Linked DNA regions of Mus musculus: regions 1 and 2 are each linked to region 3. The links are chromatin contacts, called in public Hi-C maps. All regions are on one chromosome and are shown on one strand. Each heading gives the region's core, a stretch centred on a gene start, on an enhancer-like site or on the middle of the called end of the contact. The rest is flanking DNA. Distances are from core to core; before and after follow the strand shown. Region 1 overlaps Mirg (miRNA containing gene). Region 2 has its middle 82 kb from the start of Mir3072. Region 3 has its middle 54 kb from the start of Dlk1.

Evidence for each region. Hi-C and Micro-C count contacts between places; a contact is called where the count stands out from the background.
Region 1: a contact with region 3 is called in a Hi-C map of the N1E-115 cell line, with 6 times the contacts expected there. The contact joins two enhancer-like sites. A contact is called at or near these places in 4 of 39 promoter capture datasets (the 3T3-L1 cell line, the HPC-7 cell line and cranial neural crest), 8 of 484 Hi-C or Micro-C datasets (the N1E-115 cell line, cortical neurons, cranial neural crest and 3 more) and 1 of 9 other capture datasets (embryonic stem cells).
Region 2: a contact with region 3 is called in a Hi-C map of the N1E-115 cell line, with 2.5 times the contacts expected there. The contact joins two enhancer-like sites. A contact is called at or near these places in 2 of 484 Hi-C or Micro-C datasets (the G1E-ER4 cell line and the N1E-115 cell line).

What each region holds. Positions count from the first base shown.
Region 1 is chr12:109,749,392-109,752,912 of GRCm38.p6, forward strand. Mirg (miRNA containing gene) reads left to right here. Exons shown (of 8, transcript NR_028265.1): 8 at 1-67. Among named protein-coding and RNA genes, the nearest start is that of Mir3072, 3.3 kb to the left of the region's middle. Within about 2 kb of position 1,675, at least 3 of the 459 cell types and tissues checked have an H3K27ac peak or open chromatin away from gene starts, as enhancers often do. A contact at or near this core is called in the N1E-115 cell line, where this site is marked.
Region 2 is chr12:109,827,967-109,831,741 of GRCm38.p6, forward strand. It overlaps the pseudogene Gm9661. Among named protein-coding and RNA genes, the nearest start is that of Mir3072, 82 kb to the left of the region's middle. Within about 2 kb of position 2,500, at least 7 of the 459 cell types and tissues checked have an H3K27ac peak or open chromatin away from gene starts, as enhancers often do. A contact at or near this core is called in the N1E-115 cell line, where this site is marked.
Region 3 is chr12:109,397,807-109,401,475 of GRCm38.p6, forward strand. No RefSeq gene overlaps it. Among named protein-coding and RNA genes, the nearest start is that of Dlk1, 54 kb to the right of the region's middle. Within about 2 kb of position 1,950, at least 32 of the 459 cell types and tissues checked have an H3K27ac peak or open chromatin away from gene starts, as enhancers often do. A contact at or near this core is called in the N1E-115 cell line, where this site is marked.

The sequences.
Region 1 (3,521 bases), core at 425-2,924, 350 kb after region 3:
TCTTGGCTTTCAAAGTTCTCAGTGTGTGTAGCCCTTTGAATAATAAACATATGTCATATAATGTAAATATGCTTGCGTGTCTGTATTCAGAGGGACTTTTGTTAAGTGGCACATGGGGGTTAACAGTGTGGTCTGGTCTCCTTCAAGAGGGACCTCTTGGGATGTCTCTGGTCTCTGTCGTCAGTCCTTGGCTGAAAGCAAACATCCAGAAGCAGGGGTTCACACCTGGATTCCTGGCCCCCTCCCCCCCACACACACACACACTACCAGCCCCATAGTCTGATTCAAGTGCCGGGGACATGAAAAGATACCCTTTTCTATCCTTCTAGGGTCTCATGAGCCCCACCCCCTTCCAGCTCCATCTGTACAAGCTGAACCCCCTAGGGCAGAGGCCAGATCCTGGGATACAGCCTGTGCCCACGCGCCTCTCATTGCTGGGCCTCAGCTTGGTCACGACTCGGCAGGGTTGACTCAGACAGAGCCCGGAGCAGGAGACTCATAAATTACATAATTACCCATGAAACCTGCCGCCACCGCTCTCTCCAGCCGGGAGGGACACGCTCCGCTCAGGCTCTGGCCGGCAGTGACTCACTGTTCTCCCCAGAGCCTCTGCCCGCCCACCCACACAGCCACCTCATCTGGGCTAGCTGGGCAGGAGGAGGGGGACCTGGACTCCATCCCCCCTTCTTCCTGTTGTCAAGACAAAGGCAGGCAGGCAGGCAGCCCCCGTCTTGCTGAGAGGGCTTAGGTGGGGGCACCTGCCCCTCTAGCGTCCCTCTGCAGCCCCCTGGTGGCACTTCTCATAGATGGCTGCTTGTGACACAGGAGGAAACTGAGGCTTGGGAGATAGCCTGTCTCCTGTCCCTCCTGTAAGGTGGCTTTGATTACAGCTAATCAGACCAGCAGAGAGACCCTTGAAGTCTCCAGCTACCCCCATCCCCTTAAGACTTCTAGCTCAGACTTCTAGCTCCTTCCCCAGGTCTCTTAGGTAGAAACTGAGTGCACCTTTGAAAAACAGTTCAAAAATGATCATGCACTTGACAGACATGACAGGCAGAAGGTGGCCTTTCCAACCCACATGGGATAGGGTGAGGTGGGGGGCTCCCCAGCAGAAGGACACCAGTATATAGGAGAAATAGCTCAGCCAGTAAGGTACTTTCCATGCAAGCATAAGGACCTGAGCTCAGAGCCCCAGGACCCATGTAAAAGGGCAGTCACAGTAGTATGTACCTGTACAGTCTATAACCTCAGCATGCTGGGAAGCAAGGACAGAGAGATCTCTGAGCTCAATGGCCAGCCAGCTTAGCCAAGTCAGGAATCTCCAGACTGTGTGTGAGAGAAATGTCTCACACACACACACACACACACACACACACACACACACACACACACACTAAAATCGTGTGGAGAACCATTAAAGTGCCTGCTGACAGGAGCCTGGTATGGCTGTCCCCTGAGAGGCTCTGCCAGAGCCTGACCAATACAGATGCAGATGCTCACAGTCAAGTGTCAGATTGAACACGGGGTCCCCAATGAAGGAGTAGGGAAGAACCCAGGAAGAACAACAAAATCAACCAACCAGATACCCCTCCTCCCAGCTCCCAGGGACTAAACCACCAACCAAAGAGTACACATGGAGGGACCCATGGCTCTAGCTGGATATGTAGCAGAGAGGATGGCCTTATCTGGCTGGCATCAATAGGTGGGGAGGCCCTTGGTCCTGTGGAGACTCGATGTCCCAGCGTAGGGGAATAATAGTAAGGAGGAGAGGGTAGGAGTGAGTGGGTGGTTTGGTGAGCACCCTCATAGAAGCAGGGGGAGGGGGTTGAATGGGAGCTTCCAGAGGAAAAACTGGGACGGGCATAACATTTGAAATATAAATAAATAAAATAACCAAAAAAAAAAGTATTAGTGCCCATGTCTAAGTCAGAGTCTGATTCTCACAACCCACATGGTAGAAGCAGAGAACTGATGTCAGCACACCGTCCTCTGACCTCCTCCGTATGCTTGCTTTGACATGCATGCACACAAGATAAACAAACAAATGCAACGTGAAGATTTGTGAAAGCTCACGGTGATGGAAGGCACCTCATGTCAATCAACCCTGACCTCCACGTGCACGATCGCATGCGCACACACACACTCAATTAGAGAAGAAAGTGGTGTCTGACGCTGGATAGACGGCTCAGTGGCTACACCCATGCCTTATTTCAGAAGACCCAGTTTGATTCCCAGTACCCACATTAAATAAAAATAAGCCCAGCAGCTGAAGAACCTAAGTTTAAAAAAAAATAAACAAAATAAAATGCATCTTTAAAAATAAAGAAATGAATAAGTAGATAAAGCCTGCCTGCCTGACTGTATAGACTTCAGGGCTCTCCTTGTGTTATCCTCCACCGGTATTTCTGGCTTTCTCATCTCAGCCTCAGTTTCCTTAGGTACACATTGGGATCAACTCCATCCTCCTCACAAACAGGATAACTAAGGGGAAATTTTTTTGGCAGTGCTTTAGGCTTTCTTTGACTTGAGGGCTCCCTCCAAGGCTCTTCTTGAGTTGGGCACCCCCTTTAAGGTTCTCATTGGGTTGTGGCTCCCTCCAAAGCTCTTACTGACTTGACAGTTCCACCCCAAATCTCTCACTGAGTTTAGGATACCCTCTTTAAGGTTAATTCATAGACTGTTACAACCCCCACCCCTCAGTCCAGAATCAGACAACAGTGTCCCTTGACTCCTCACGAAAACACAGAGTCGAATTTTGAAGCTTGCCTATATCCGGTGACTGTGCACTCCCAAGCCATCTTCCCAAGATACCCTTCCAAAGTACCCCTAGCAAGGGACAGAAACCCTCAAACAGAAAAGACACTATGCTCCAATCAGCATCTGGGTTCCAACTAAACCTCCTTGGATGGTTCTGGGGGAGCAGGCGATCCCCCAGCGGTAGACCTGGGCCATCAAGAGACCCTCCCAGGCAGATAGAAAGATGGCCCAGTGGTAGAACTATCCAGTGCTTCCTAATACCCTGAGTTCAATCCCCAAAGCCATGATTTTTTTAAGGGCTGATGTGCACCTGAGGACCAAGATTTCTGTGGGGGAACCCTAGATGAGGTCGGAAGGTGCAGAGTAACCCAGGATGTAGGCAGAGCATCTGATGACAAGAATGGAGAGGGGCTCAAAAAATGGAGACAAGTGTGTACTGTGTCAGAAACTGGGTTAGAAGAAAGGGACAGGGTTCAGGTGAAGGGGTTAGGAATGTGGCCCAGAGGGTAGAGTGCTTGCCTGGCATGCATGCAGCTCTGGGTTCAATCCTTAACACTGCATAAAGTGGGAGTGTGGCTAACACAGAGAATTCCAGAACTCTGAAAGCTAAAGGAAGAAAGGTCAGATTCATCTTTGGTTGCAGAGCCAGCTCAAGGACAGCTGGTGTTACATGAAACCCTTGCTGGAAAAATTAGATAGATAGATAGATAGATAGATAGATAGATAGATAGATAGATAGATAGATGATAGATCAGACAGACAGA
Region 2 (3,775 bases), core at 1,250-3,749, 430 kb after region 3:
TACCGGTCCAGACCAAATGTCAGACTCTGCAGGAGATGGTTCTGAAGCTCACTGGCAGCACCTGCAAGTTTGGTCATGGTCATTTCCAGACCATGGAGGAGAAGAGAGCATTCATGGGACCTCTCAAGAAAGATCGCATTGCCAAGGAGGAAGGTGCTCGATTCCAGGAGCACTCTGCCCAGAAGAGCAGAAAGGCAGATCTCAGTGCATAGCTCTCAGTCCTTCTCCACCTCTTCTGGAAGGTTAGAGAGGAAAAGAAGACTTCCAGAGGAGCTGTGAATGCTGGGCCACACAACTGCAAAGCAGATGCCGTGTTGTAGTCCTGGAGCTTAGGAGGTGGCAGCAGGAGGATTATTGTGAATTTAGGGCCAGCTTGAGCTACTTAGAGAGTATCAGATCTGCCAGGGACACACACAGACACACACACACACACACACACACACACACACACACACACACACACAGGCTTCCACTGGGGGATGTTGCTCAATGACAGCCACTTAATTGGCATGACTAGGATGTTAGGTTCAATCTTTGGTATTAAAAAGGAGAAGGGGAGGGGGATAGAGGGAGGGGGAGGAGGAGGAGGAGGAAGAGGAAGAGGAAGAGGAAGAGGAAGAGGAAGAGGAAGAGGAAGAGGAAGAGGAAGAGGAAGAGGAGAAAACCTATATGCCATTGTCACTGGTGCTTGACAAGCCGAAGCAACTGCCCTTCCCGAGCTACCAGCAAAGAAGATTCCACAGCATAGGCACTTACGACAACCCTTTGCTGTTTGTTCCTGAAAGGTCAAGCAAATGCCGTTCACAAAGTGCAGTGTGTCTTCATAAGAAGACGCTCTCAACACACCATACAAAAGACAGATGAAATGTATATCACCACAGAAAGTCCATGTAAGACAGCCGTACAGAACATTATACGCAAAGGTGACAAGCATATAACTTTTCCTCTGAGTTCAGGAATGAGACAGACAGACAGACACACACACACACACACACACACACACACACATGCACACGCACATGCACATGAACACACACACCCCTGGCCACTTCTGTGTTGGAGGCCCTGGTCAAAGCAATTAAATAAGAAAAAAGATATGAAAATCAGAAAGGAAGACATCAAATCTTGTCTTTTTGTATACAACATGATTCAGTATATATATATATTTAAAAGCCATTAATGACTACCAAAAAAGGCCATAACTAATTTACTTTAAAATATGGTAGAAAATTAATACATGAAAATCAGAAGCTACCAGTACACAACAGCTATTTGAAGACAAATAAAAAAAAAAAAAAAGCAATCTCACTTCAGTAGCTACAAAAATGAAATGAATTTAACCAAGGATGTAATAAGCTACATAAAACGTTGATGGAAGATAAGTCCAGGAGACAGGTAAATAAACAGAAAGATAGCCCATATTCATGGAAGGGAAACTAATTTTGTTTAAAATGTCCATAATGTCAGAAAAGACAGCTACAGATCTCATTAATGTCTACCAAACCCCCAATATTACTCTCCATATAAGTGGGAAGGACAATCCTGACATTTGAATGGAGCCATACAAGTCTCTGGATAACTAAAGAACCCTGAGCCGGAGCTAGGAGCATCACAGTGGATTCAAACTCTCCGACATAGCTGTAGCTACCAAGACACAACACACTGATCAATGCAGATCAATGCAACCTGTTAGAGAGTCCCCAAACAGACGTGTGCATCTGCGCCTGGCTGGCAGAGAAGCCAGGGACACGGGAGGGGGAAGACTCACATGTAGAAAACGAAACTGAGCTATTGCCTTATATTATATTATTATATACAAAAAAAAAAGTCTCCAAAGGGACTAAGGGGTCTGACATCGAACTGTAAAATTATTGTAAGGGATAAGTTTTTGCGATATGGGTCTTGGTTATAATTTTTTTTTTTTTTTGTATCACCTTTAAAGAGCAGATAACAAAGACAAAGCAAGCAAAAACAAAACAAACAGAAATCACAGGGCTCCGTCAGGCAGAAAACAGAAGAAAATGCTTTTAAATTATACAAAACAAAACCTTAATCTATGTAATAAAGCTGGTGGAAAGGATCCTGGGCAGCCCTGACTTCTTGGAAACAACACAAGTCACCTCTGGATGATTTGTCCCCTCCCTGACTGATGGACTGCTTATTGCTTAGAAGGGTGATTAAAAGCCATGGCCATCTTGCTGAGCTGAGCCAGGTCCAAGAATTGGAAGTTCTGGGGATTCTGGTAAGGGACACTGGGACCTGCTGACAGACAGACAGACAGACAGAATGAAAGTGGGGATAAAGAGAGTGTGGGGAGAGAGTATGGAGAGAGAGAGAGACAGAGAAAGAGAGAGAGAGAGACAGAGAGAGAGAGAGGCAGCAACAGAGGCAGGCAGGCAGGCAGAACATTTGAGCAAACAGTGTCCATCCAGCCTGTGCTTGGCTGCTGTGTCTTTTAGGTTTGGGATGAGGACCACGGAGCAGGAAGGCTGGGGACGCCAGGGGGCAGCCATGTCAGGGTCTAGAACTGGCATGCTGGAGTAGACACGCCCCCAGCTCACACTGAGGGGCAGGTGCGATACCCAGGCCGGCTCTGGCGAGTGGGAAGTGGGCAGCGATGTTTTGTACCACCTACAGTGTCCAGGCCAGATGCTGGGGTCCTGAGAGGGCATCTGTGGCGGAGGAATAACATTACAGTCATGGCATTTAGAGGCACGGTTGGATTTAGCAGTCCCAGGGCCACCAAAACACAATGTTCTGCTGGGATGTGGGCAGCTCCAGCCTGCCCTCCCTTCATTACCACAGGCTTACAGGGTGTGTGGACATGTCCTCCAGCGAAAAAGGGCCAGCTCTGCCCCAGGACCGTTGGGTTGGAGCCCAGGGACACTTTCCCAGGCTGACCCGGAGGCCCGGTGCTCTGTGGGCGGCAGCAGTGACCCCAGCTCACCCTGGGGAGGGGGGTAGTCACGTCTCCTGTCTGGCCCAGTCGCTCTCCTTGGTGGCTATAATTGGCAGGACCACAAGGAGGGTTTTGTTGACCCCTCTGCAAGGGCAGCACATGGTGGGGGGGCTGCCCCTTTCATCTCTCAGGCCCCCAATTACCCCTTTCTCTGGCCTGGATCAAGATGCTTTTAAATAGTACCAGTCAAGGCCTTGAGGGTTGAAGTGCTGGGGGAACACGGGGCCCCTGCAGCTGCTCACAAAGCAAAGAGGGTGTACTCCTGGACCTGGGAAGAAAGAGGCTCAATTGGGGTTCAAAAATATATTCTTGCTCCAAGATGTCCCTGCCCTGTTACCCAGCCTGGGGACACTAAAGTATGACCCCACTGCAACCCTTGTGGCCCTTCCCTCAGGGGTCTACCTGAGTGTTCCCTGTAAAAGTCAGCTCAGACAGTGGACAATGGGTACCAGCTTGCAAGGCTTGCCCACTATCCCCCTCCTCTACAGTGCCCATGCCAGTAGTGACTTTCCTTCCTTTTACCCTTCCCCTAACAGACCCCTTCGTGACCTTTCAAAACCAGCTCACACAAGGGATGGGGCTTCTATCTAGCTGTCATTGTTCCGTGGGCCATACTGGACATCCACCATCATGCCTGGACACTTGGGAATCATAAGAATGCGTGCTTTGAGCCCTTGACCCTAGTACCAACAGCCGGAACTGGGAGAAAGAAGGAGTTGAGAAGATGCCCCTCAATCTAATTTAAACCTGTTCCCAGCCTCAGTCTTTCCTCCTTTGACTGAGCTCTCTATGCCTGGTCCCATTGCTTGAGCCAGC
Region 3 (3,669 bases), core at 700-3,199:
GATACAGTGAGCTCATGCCAGGGTATGGATTCCTCAAGGCAAGGAGAATTCTTCTCAATCTCTTCCCACAGGCCCTGAATAGGCCCTCCATCCGTCACTGGGCAAGGTCTGGGCTGCAGCTGGGGGGCAGCTGCCATGCTGGCTCCCTCACTGATGGCCCTGCCAAGCCTTGTTCCTGCTTGGCCTCCCTGCACCAGGCTCTACTGAACTGGGAAGGAGTCCCCAAGGTCAAGAAGTACCCAAGGGGCCTACACCAACCCCAGGCAAATGACAGACTGGAATTTCCATGCAAGAAGCCAAACTGAGCTGTTCTTCCTGCTACAGTAAAATCCAAAGCCTGGAAGTCATCAGTTAGGTAGGGTTAGAGGGGACAGACCCATCTTGTAGGAGTACCAAGAGGGACAAGGTGATTAGCTGGTGGGGATAGAAATGGGGTCTGGTTCTGTCTTGAAACCCCAGGCTGTGGTTGAGGGAGCCTGGGATACCACTGACAGAGAAGTACATAACCAGTACGGTGTCTTCCGCCCTGCTGGTCTTACCAGAGACTCAGTTTACCAACCTGTTTCTGACCAGAGAGAGGGTTATCATGGGCCCAAGGTGTCAATGTGGGCTGCTCTGGGTAGGGGGCGGGGCACGGGGGCGCGGGGGGCGGGGAGCAGCGCAGTTCTCCGTAGCCTTCCAACTTCAACTAGGTTCATTCCAGAAAACCCATTCTGCAGGTTAGACTTCTAGTCAAGAATTTTCTGGAGTTAGGGTGGGCATAAAGCTCAGTCTGTAGAGGTCAGACCTAGGATGTGTGAAACCCTGGGCTCGACCCTCAGCATTGTGTAACCTGGGGGTGGTGGCAGCTCGGGAGGTGGACGCAGGAGGAAAGGAAGTGAAACATCACCCAGACAACAAGGAGAACTAGAGACCAGCCTGGTTCACGAGATGCTGTATTGCTGTTGTTCTGTTTTGTTTTGTTTTTTTAAGAATTTCTATATTCAAAAATCCTAATTTGGAGGGGGGGGGAGGCCTAATATCCGCCAATAGCAGCACCTACAGCTTACGTGAGCCCTCATGATCTTCCCACAGAAAGACGATCTAACTTTGTAGAAAACGTTATGTTTTCAGAGCTACCTTTTTGTTCTTTGTGTTTGTGATTTTCTTGGTTTTGCACACCAGCTCTGATGCTCGGCTCCCTCAGGAAATGCTCAGAGACTTCGAATGCCAGCAGCAAGCATCCTCCTCCTGGGGCCTCTGGAGAGCAGCCAGCCTTGGGAGTGACCCACCCTGCCTCATGCCTCATGCCTCATAGGGTCTTACTGATAAAAGAGTGTCTGCAGAATCTCAAGGAGTGCACCGAGCAGCTTAAGTGAGTGCGAGGGGCCCTGGCCCCAGTGTGGGGCATTCTTGGCTCATCCATCGTGGCTCTGGCCTCTCCTATTCACATCTGCAGATTCCTCAGAATATTTGTGCCTTCCGGAGTCATTCTGTCTCTCTTCAGGAAGAAGTAAAGATAAGAGGCCAGGCAAAAGGCAGTGACAGGATCTGTCCTCCAAATGCTTCTTTTCCCAGGGACCACCTCCTGGGAACACAGGCGTACCCTCCAGCCTGAGCCCAGGAGGAGCGGGAACAGCTTCCATTCATCATCTTAGGTTCTAAGCTCGGGATCGTGGGTGCTGCTTTCTGTCCCACCCCATCCCCCCCACAACAAAAAACAACTTAAAATGATACTCCTTGGGTTCCCTCTAATGTGCTGGGTGTTTATGATATTTTTTTAAGGGCCTCATCAAAGAGAATGCAGCAATGCCGCCCCTTACTTCACAGCAGTACCGCCCATGATGAATTATTCACATCTGCGGTGAACCGGGGACTCCACAAACCGGGACAGCTGAAGCCGTCCCTTTCCGAGGGACTATTTTTATCTTCTTTTGCAATCTTTCATCTCGGGAGACACGCGGTTCGGGGAGCCCGTTGTGCAGAGCCCAAGTTGGCGGGATGTCAAGTCTGGAGTGGTAGGGTTCTCCCAGCTTCTGCTTAGAGTACAAATTCGTGGAAACAGGAGCGAGCGCTGGGAGTCGTGCTGTTGAAGTCTAACCAGGGGCCGTGGAGGGGCTCCGCGGACTCCCCGTGTCTCACCCGAGGGATTCTGGGAAACCTGATCTCCACTGTAAGCCCTAGCCATGGTGGAGACATTTCCCATTTCTTTCTACTGGGATTCAATTTTCTAAGGATTAGTATATGGGGTTCTGTGGGGGAAATGTGTGGGTTCTGTGCTTGTCCTGGTACCCATCCCAAGAAAGCAAAAACCTTCCCGGTCGCTAGGCTCAAGGTATAGGCCTTGCCAGCCTCCAACTGTCAATACTGCCCCCGTGTCTTTAAAAAGCAGCTCGTGAGGTCTGCCTGGTGAGATGGCTCAGTGGGTAGTTTCTTGCTTCCAAACTTCATGACTTGAGTTCCAGACCCGGGACCCACATGGTAGAGGGAACAAACTGACTCCTGAAAGGTGGCCTCTGACCTTCACATCTGTGCCATGGCAGTACCCCATCCTCACACACAAATTAAATAAATAAGTGTAGTAAAAATGTTTAAAGCCTGTGAAATGTTTAAAGCCAGCATGATGGCCATGAGTCACACCGGGCTATGATGCGCTTGAAACGTAGTTGGTTTCGGAATGAAATGCGCCGTGACAGCCACACATCGGAGTTCAGAGATGCAAGTGGTGAGGGATATAAGCTGTCTCGTTCACATTTCATATTCATCCTGATTGTGTGCTGAGACGGCGATGGTTTGCCTTCGATGAATGAAATATGTTGTTAAAATGATTTCATCTGCTCATTTTACTTTTTAAAACATTTCAAGTGCCTTCTGGGACTTGCCTTTTAATTCCTCGGGACTGCATTTTTCTGGAAGGGAAATGCTAGGCAGAAGCCACTTCTTGGTGGTGAGATTACAAAGACCCCCCACCCCCTTTTGTTTATAATTTCCTAAACTTTGCAGTGATCTCAACGCTAGCCTTGCTTGATACACAGAAAGGCGCAGGAAAGTATTACGACTGAGCCTCAGAGCTTGCTGGCCACACAGACAGGCTAATCAGCCACCCTGAGGAGACTGTCAAGCAAGAGCAGGAAAATGAAAGAGGGGGGCTTTGAGGGAAACTGGGGTGACAGCTGGGCCTCAAGGCTCAAGAGCACAGAGGAATGGCAGACAGGGCCCCAATGAGGACCACGAGGAAGTCTTTCTAGCACGGTTTGGGTCCGGCACAGGAACCTTTCCAATACACGACAGGAAGCTCTTCGCTTCCAGCCAGGACGCAGAACAACCTGTGCAGCAAGCCCTTCATGTCTCTCTGAGGAAAGACGATTGTTCTAAAGTGAGCTTGAGTTTGAGGGGCCCACCTCCCAGGCTACAAGATACTCAGGTAGCCAGAACACCCTTAGAGCCAACATGCCAGGAGTCAATTATCATGTCCCTCGGTTCTAACCCTAAGAGAAGGGACCGTCATGTCACAGATGAACAAGTGTGGTGCGGGGGTCCGTTACTTTGCTCTGGCCACAGTGGTCCTCAGTGGTGTGAACTTACCTGTTCCAGCCACCAGAGGCGCTGTGGGAGGCAACCTCAGGCATGGAACCCAGCGGGAGAAGAGAAAAACAAGATTCATGTTTCATAAGAGGGGGGAAAAAAAAA